2 separate regions of the Ovis aries genome follow, and region 1 is linked to region 2. A link is a contact called in public Hi-C data. All regions are on one chromosome and are shown on one strand. The core of a region is the stretch at or near the end of the contact, and the rest is flanking DNA. Distances in the headings are between cores, read along the strand shown.

Region 1 (3,998 bases), core at 612-3,111, 74 kb after region 2:
AATTCCCATTCCTCTCTGAAGACATGATCTTGGTGTTAACCACCTGCAGGAGGCTTTCCCTAGTGGCTAGGTTAGCGATGGTCTCAAAACCCCAGAATTTCCTCTACTGCAGCGTGTGGAGCACATCTGCTCTTGCCCCTTTCTATCCAGAGGACTCTTTCTGCAACATAGGACTCACCGTCTCTCCCCTGCTTAAAAAAAAAAAAAAAAAAAAAGGGAAGAAGCTTCGGGGAATTCCCTAGAGGATCAGTGGTTTGGGCTCTTCGGCTTTCACTGCTGAGCTCCCGGGTTCAGTCCCTGGTCAGGGAATAAAAAATACCAAAACCCACGGGGCCTGAGAAAAAGCAGCTTTATTTCTTGGCTTAAGGGTCATAATTTTCACTGTGGCCTGTCGGGACTGTGTGACCTCACACCTACCTGCCTCTCTGTCTTTTCTTCTTATCCTTTGTATGAGAGGCACCTAGAGCACCTAGAGCAGGACCCGGTATAGAACCGGAAGAAGCATTTGCTGAATGACGGCAGAAGTGCTTAGTCCATACCGCATTACATGAAAGCTCTAGTTTTCTCACACCAGCTTGTGAGCCTCTGGAGAGTGTCAGCATCCAGGACCATGCTTGGCACTTAGTGGGGTGCCATAAGGGTATTCCAAGTTTGGGAGACACTGTGACATGTTTCCCAGAAGCCCCAGCAGGGAAGATTTGGAACACCAGCTGTTGGGAATACTGTCAGTGAAGGGCCTTTAACTGTCAGCCATGCACCACAGACACCTTGGCTCCTGTCAGACCTCTTCCCAGATGGTCCCACACGCCATGAGAGATGAAGGCAGGGATATAAAGGCCTGGTCTGGTCATCTTAGCTCACCTGGGGACAACTCTGGCCGGCCATTTTAGCTCCAGAGCCCCTGCGGGGTCAGCCACGGCTGTCCTTGAGCTTGCATGGCGCTCTGGGCTTCTGCCTACTCTGCTTCTTCCCCTCCCTCCACAGGTGTTCATCCCAGGGGTACTCCCCCGCAAACACCCTGTACTGCAAATCTCCATCTTGGAATCTGCTTCCCAGAGGGCGAATCTGAAATTTGCCCTCTGTCTTGTCTTCTTTCAGAGAAGGCAATGGCACCCCACTCCAGTACTCTTGCCTGGAAAATCCCATGGGCAGAGGAGCCTGGTAGGCTGCAGTCCATGGGGTCGCTGAGAGTCGGACACGACTGAGCGACTTCCCTTTCACCTTTCACTTTCATGCATTGGAGAAGGAAATGGCAACCCACTCCAGTGTTCTTGCCTGGAGAATCCCAGGCGGGTAGGCCTGGTGGGCAGGCCTGGTGGGCTGCCATCTAGAGTCTGACACACGGAAGCGATTTAGCAGCAGCAGCAGCTTGTCTTCTCGGTCCCATCACTTTTAGGGAATATTCATTCATTCACCCAAAGTTCACAGGCACCATTCAAAACGTTTCGCATCCATTTTTCTATTGCTATCATTCGGTCCTGTCTAGGTGCGTGAGGACGGGAACGGATGAGAAACTGGGGCCCAGAAAGGTGAAGCGACCAGCCAAAGGGCACTGATCAGAAGGGGAGCTCCCAGCTGCAGTTTCCCCACTCCCTCTCCATGCATCCTGGAACAAGAGGAAACCTCACTGAAACGAATTCGGATCTCGGTGATCAGAATCCTGAAACCACGGCTCTGGGGTCGGGGAAGGGGCGCGGAGCCCATCACTCCTGCAGTACAGATGGGGAGACCGAGGCCCAGAGCCCGGCGCTCCGCCGCCCGCGGGGAAGAAGGGGGCGCGTCCTCGCTGGAGGGCCGCGTGGCGCCGGGGCCGCCCCCCTCCTGCCTCCCGCCCCCGCTGCGCCTGTGCCCCCTGCCCTGCCTCTGCCCTCGCCACGCCGCCTGCTGCGGAGCCAGTCATGGTGGCGGCACGGGCGGCGGCGTGGCTGCTCTTGGCTGCGGCGGCCTGCGCGCCGCGGGAGCAGGACTTCTACGACTTCAAGGCCGTCAACATCCGGGGCAAGTTGGTGTCGCTGGAGAAGTACCGAGGCTCGGTGAGTGTCCGCCCGCCGGGCCTCGGCGCCGCCCCGCCGGACCCTGGCCGGGGAGCCGAGCGCCCAGGACCCTGCCGGGTGGGGCTCCGTGGGACTCGGGGCGTTCGGTCACCCAGCCCTGGCTCCCCGCCCCCACCCAGGCATCCCCCCCGGGCGTGGCGCCCCCAGATCCTCGGCAGGGTCTGTCCCATGACTACGTGGCACGGCCCGGCGTGCGCGGTGAAACCCGAAACTCTCGCTGCTCGCGCCGATTTCCCTCCCAGCGCTTTTGGGCAGCGGGGCGCAGCCTGTCACGCACCGGTTTAAAAATTAACAGTAGCAGCCTTTGTCTCTCCCATCCCCAGTTTCCGCGACCGGAACAGAGGCAGTTGGCGATATTAAGTGCAGTGAGAACACTGTGGAAATGAAAGCTTGGTGCAGAGGAAGTAGTCACTTCAGATGCACCGGGGCCTTACATCGTCTTTTGGAATAGCGGTCCCCAACCTTTTTAGCACCAGGGACTGGTTTCATTAATGACAATTTTTTCAGAGGGTGGGGAGGGTGGGGTGGTTTCAGGATGACTCAAATGCGTTACATTTATTGTGAACTTTATTTCTGTTATTATATCAGCTCCACCTCAGGTCATCAGGAAATAGAGCCCAGAGGACAGTGCAGAGTTTAGACTTGGGGAGCCCAGTTTTAGAGAGTACACTAAGACCCAGAGATGGAGGGTCACACAGCGCTAGAAAGCAGGGAGCCTGGAGGAGAACCGCCCATCCATCCGTGGTCTCCTCTAGGCAAACTTTTAAGATGGCAGCTCAGATTGAGATGGAAGTCATCCAGTAAAACTGCTACCTCCTTACAGAGAGGACTTGAGAGAGGAAGTGTGCCTGGGTGAGTCTTTGAAACAAGAGAGAGTTTTAGCAAAACCGAGAAGAGTATTTCAGGCAAAGAGAACTGCCAGTGCCAAGTGGGAGTCCCTCAGCCCGTCTCTTTGCCAGCCCATGGACTGTAGCCTGCCAGGTTCCTTTGCCCATGGAATTCTCTCGGCAAGAATACTGGAGTGGGTAGTCCTTCCCTATTCCAGGGGATTGTCCCAACCCAGAGGTTGAACCCAGGTCTCAGCCACCAGGGAAGCAAGGCTCAGAAATAAACAGCAAGAAGGGTGACGAGGGGTAATGAAGTCCTCAAGGGAGTGAAGTCCTCATTCTGCTTGAAGGAGTATAAAGCATGACGCTGAAAGATGAGGCTGAAGAGGGTAGGGAGTGATCAAAAGGGGCCTTAAACACTTTATTCAGGGACCTAAATGTTTCACTGTGTGAAACAAAGAGCCTTCCATGTTCATTTCTCAAGGTAGACCTGGAAAGGATAAGGAGTTGTCTCTAATGGATCGGTAGGCCCAGCCTCCAGGTTTGGATGAACCACACAAGAAAACGGCTGTTAGCAATCTTCCAGGAGCAAGACCATCTTCAGTGAAGAAAGTACTCTCTACCCCTTGAAATTCTCAATTATGCTGGGAGTCCTGTGGATAGTAGCCCTTGTCCAGGGTCCCCCCCCTCCCCAAGGTACTGTGAGGTTCAAATGACTCGCAGTGTGGAAACCCTTGGTAGAGTGCTGTGTGCTTGTGATTCTTGGGCCCCAGCAGAAATCTCATCCAGGACTCAGGGAAATAGCCAGTCAGAGCAGGACCCGTTCCCATTCGGGCCTTCCCTTCCCTCTAGTGCAGCTCATCAGAGAGAGCCCCAGGTTTAACACTTGACCAGCTCTTCTACTTGTTAACTCATTTATTATTGAGAACCTACTATATACTAAGTACCATGCCAGCCCTGAGGGTACAGGGGATGCAGCGGTGAACAAAGTGGCGAAGTTTCAATTTTAATAGAGCTTATATGAGGTCGAAAGGAGACAGACAAGAAAAGAACAGAGACACGAACAATATAATTTCTAATAGTAAAAGGTACTAAGGCAAAAACAGACACAGACTGT
Region 2 (3,639 bases), core at 345-2,844:
AGTTCATAGGAACAGAAAGCAGAACAGAAGTTATCAGGGGCTGGGGGTGTGGGAAACAGGGAGTCATTGTTTAATGGACAGAGTCTCTGTTTGGGATGACTAAAAAAAACAACTCTGGAAATAAATAGTGGTGATGGTTATACAACATCGTGAATGTACTAATGTCATTGAGTTGTACACTTAAAAAGGTTAAACAGTAAACTTAATGTTATGTATCCTTTACCACGTTATGGCTTCCCTGATAGCTCAGTTGGTAAAGAATCCGCCTGCAATGCAGAAGACCCCGTTTCGATTCCTGGGTTGGGAAGATCCCCTGGAGAAGGGAAAGGCTAACCACTCCAGTATTCTGGCCTGGAGAATTTCGACTGTATAGTCCATGGGGTCACAAAGATTCGAACACAATTGAGCCACTTTCACTTTGAAAGTGGTAAAGCTGCTGCTGCTGCTGCTGCTGCGTCGCGTCAGTCGTGTCCGACTCTGTGCGACCCCATAGACGGAAGCCCACCAGGCTCCTCTGTCCCTGGGATTCTCCAGGTAAGAACACTGGAATGGGGTGCCACTTCCTTCTCCAATGCATGAAAGTGAAAAGTGAAAGTGAAGTTGCTCAGTCGTGTCTGACTCTTAGCAATCCCATGGACTGCAGCCTACCAGGCTCCTCCACCCATGGGATTTCCCAGGCAAGAGTACTGGAGTGGGGTGCCATTGCCTTCTCCGGTGGTAAAGCTACCACAATAAAAAAAAAATTTAACTCAAAAAGTCAAAACAATGTGTACTAAGCTTATATAAAGTATCACAAAGCTCAATTTTTAAACATTAATCAACTCTAAAATAGCTAAAGGTTAAAAAAGCATAACTTTTTATATGGGTAAATCAACTGACAGAGATTTTATGATCAAAGGTATGTAGAACCACACCCCCTTCTCGAAAATTCAGTTTTGTAAATAAATGGGATTTCTAAACTAAATTACCTAAATCCTCATCTAAATCCCCATTAGCTTAGTTTTCTAGATTACTCAAGTCTTTTCCTTCTATGTTCATCTAGGAAAGCTTTTTTGGCTACTGGTCAAAGCAGCTGAGGTCACTTTCTTTTCACTAGCAATTTGTTGATTAAAATAGCCTGAGGTCACCAATTGTTTTTTGAGTTTTTCCCCCTGAGATATGGAGATCATCTGGATTCCCTAATTATCCAAACCAGCTTTTCCTCTTCTTCCTTATAAACAAATAATCAAGAATGAGCTCTATAGGAAGAGTTCTGTGATGCTAGATACACCAGAAAGTTCCTCATTCCTCCAGTATCAAGCAGCTCCTGGGTATTCATGTATAATAATGTAGCTAACACTTTGTAAGTGTTGTTTGCTGAGAAGACTTAGCTTGTCCCATAGGTCCAAAAACTGTTTTGCTGGCCCTCCAATGCTTGTGCTTCTAACACCACACTCATTTTGAAATTTCACATCCATACCGTTTGGAATGGGCAGGTTATGCTGTGATAAGAACTCCTACAACTAATGCTTATCATAACATAAATTGATTTAACTCATGCAAAATCCTTTTGGGATTAAGGTAACTCTCTAAGGCAGCTGTCCTTCATGCACTGGTTCAGCCTGCCAAGCTGCTTTAATCTTATCTTACCTCCCATATTAGCAAAGCAGAGGGAGAATGCCTTTGTTCACATTTCATTTGCAAAAAAAAAAAAAGCCACATGGCTACACCTAATTTCAAGGCAATAAGGAACACAATCCTCAGAATACCTCAAAATAAACTAGTAGCAACAGGGCTTATCACATTAGTACAAGGTGAAATAAGCCAGTCTCTTTGTCTCCACGTATGTTACTATTTTCCTCCAGTCCTTTTCAGTTCAGTTCAGTTCAGTCGCTCAGTCGTGTCTGACTCTTTGCAACCCCATGAATCGCAGCACGCCAGGCCTCCCTGTCCATCACCAACTCCCGGAGTTCACTCAGACTCACGTCCACCGAGTCGTCCATCGAGTCGGTGATGCCATCCAGCCATCTCATCCTCGGTCGTCCCCTTCTCCTCCTGCCCCCAATCCCTCCCAGCATCGGAGTCTTTTCCACTGAGTCAACTCTTCTCATGAGGTGGCCAAAGTACTGGAGTTTCAGCTTTAGCATCATTCCTTCCAAAGAAATCCTAGGGTTGATCTCCTTCAGAATGGACTGGTTGGATCTCCTTGCAGTCCAAGGGACTCTCAAAGAGTCTTCTCCAAATAGATGGGGAAACAGTGGAAACAGTGTCAGACTTTATTTTTTTGGGCTCCAAAATCACTGCAGATGGTGACTGCAGCCATGAAATTAAAAGACGCTTACTCCTTGGAAGAAAAGTTATGACCAACCTAGACAGTAAATTCAAAAGCAGAGACATTACTTTGCCGACTAAGGTCCGTCTCGTCAAGGCTATGGTTTTCCTGTGGTCATGTATGGATGTGAGAGTAGACTAATTTCATGGTCATGTGATCTGTGCAGTTATACAGGGCTCCATACTCAGAAAGACACTATGCTTGATTTAAAGCTCTCCTGTCATCAACTTGATATTCTTAATAACTTTATCTTTGAATTTGTGTTTTGTAGTGAAGTCTAACGGGACAAAGGAACAGGCAAAGGAGCAGAAGAGATACATGCAAAATGTCTATCTGCCATTCCTTTCTACTTTATTCTTATAGCTTTGGTGATGCCCTGTGAACATTCAGTGGATCCATGATGTGTGGGAGTTTAGTAAAACTCAAAGGGATATAAAGTAAGCATGTTGTCTACAACTAGATAAGCAAGGGTACTAATACCCCAAGAAAAGTCACATTTTCTATTAAAATATAACTTTCTTCCCAGAGGAAAGGCAATCGATTCTAAGAAACATGAATTACCAAAAAGTCTACCACATCTTTTCTTACTCATGTTACTTCCCTGTATTAACTAACCACTTACGATAAAAGTGACAACAGAAGGAATGGGAAAGACAGAAGAAGCAGCCACAGGTCCTTTACCTTTCAGTTCTGCCAAATCAAAGGTAGAGACTGTTGGTAAAATGTGCAAGACCTAAATAAAAACAGCTGAGTAAGTTTTTACACAGTGTTTTCCCTGTTCTGGTAAGAATGAAATATACATGTATAAGCTATGAAGGGGACGACAGAGGATGAGATGGCCGGATGGCATCACTGACTCAATGGACGTGAATCTGAGTGAACTCCAGGAGTTGGCGATGGACAGGGAGGCCTGGTGTGGTGCAATTCACGGGGTCGCAAAGAGTCGGACACGACTGAGCGACTGAACTGAACTGAAGCTATGAAAGAGCATCAATTTCACATAAGAGTTAAATAATCATATATTTGCATTTAAAACTGACATTGTACAATATAAAGATGAACAGTAAAGTTCATGCTTAATATTAATAATTCAACAATTTCAATTGTTCTTTATCTGGAATGACATTAAAAAGTAAACAAACACGACAAGCTAAGAGAAAGATCAAAGAAGAAAGAAAAAAACTTTTTGTTTTAGTAACTTTAACAGCACTTTTTCCTGCCTTCTGAACTAGGGACTTTGCATTTTTATTTCTCAATATGTCCTGCACATTATGTAGCTGGGCCTGGCACCTGCTCAGATAAACAAATATGAACATGGCATGTGTTTT

Evidence for each region. A called contact is a pair of places that touch in the nucleus more often than the background predicts.
Region 1: a contact with region 2 is called in a Hi-C map of retroperitoneal adipose tissue, with 1.7 times the contacts expected there. The contact joins the promoter of GPX7 here to the enhancer-like site in region 2. A contact is called at or near these places in 3 of 16 Hi-C or Micro-C datasets (mixed tissues, muscle and retroperitoneal adipose tissue).

What each region holds. Positions count from the first base shown.
Region 1 is chr1:27,024,405-27,028,402 of ARS-UI_Ramb_v3.0, forward strand. It overlaps GPX7 (glutathione peroxidase 7), which reads left to right and starts at 1,862. Exons shown (of 3, transcript XM_027970265.2): 1 at 1,862-2,033. The coding sequence starts at 1,899.
Region 2 is chr1:26,950,632-26,954,270 of ARS-UI_Ramb_v3.0, forward strand. The region is part of intron 1 of TUT4 (terminal uridylyl transferase 4); the gene reads right to left. Among named protein-coding and RNA genes, the nearest start is that of TUT4, 13 kb to the right of the region's middle. Within about 2 kb of position 1,595, at least 3 of the 54 cell types and tissues checked have an H3K27ac peak or open chromatin away from gene starts, as enhancers often do.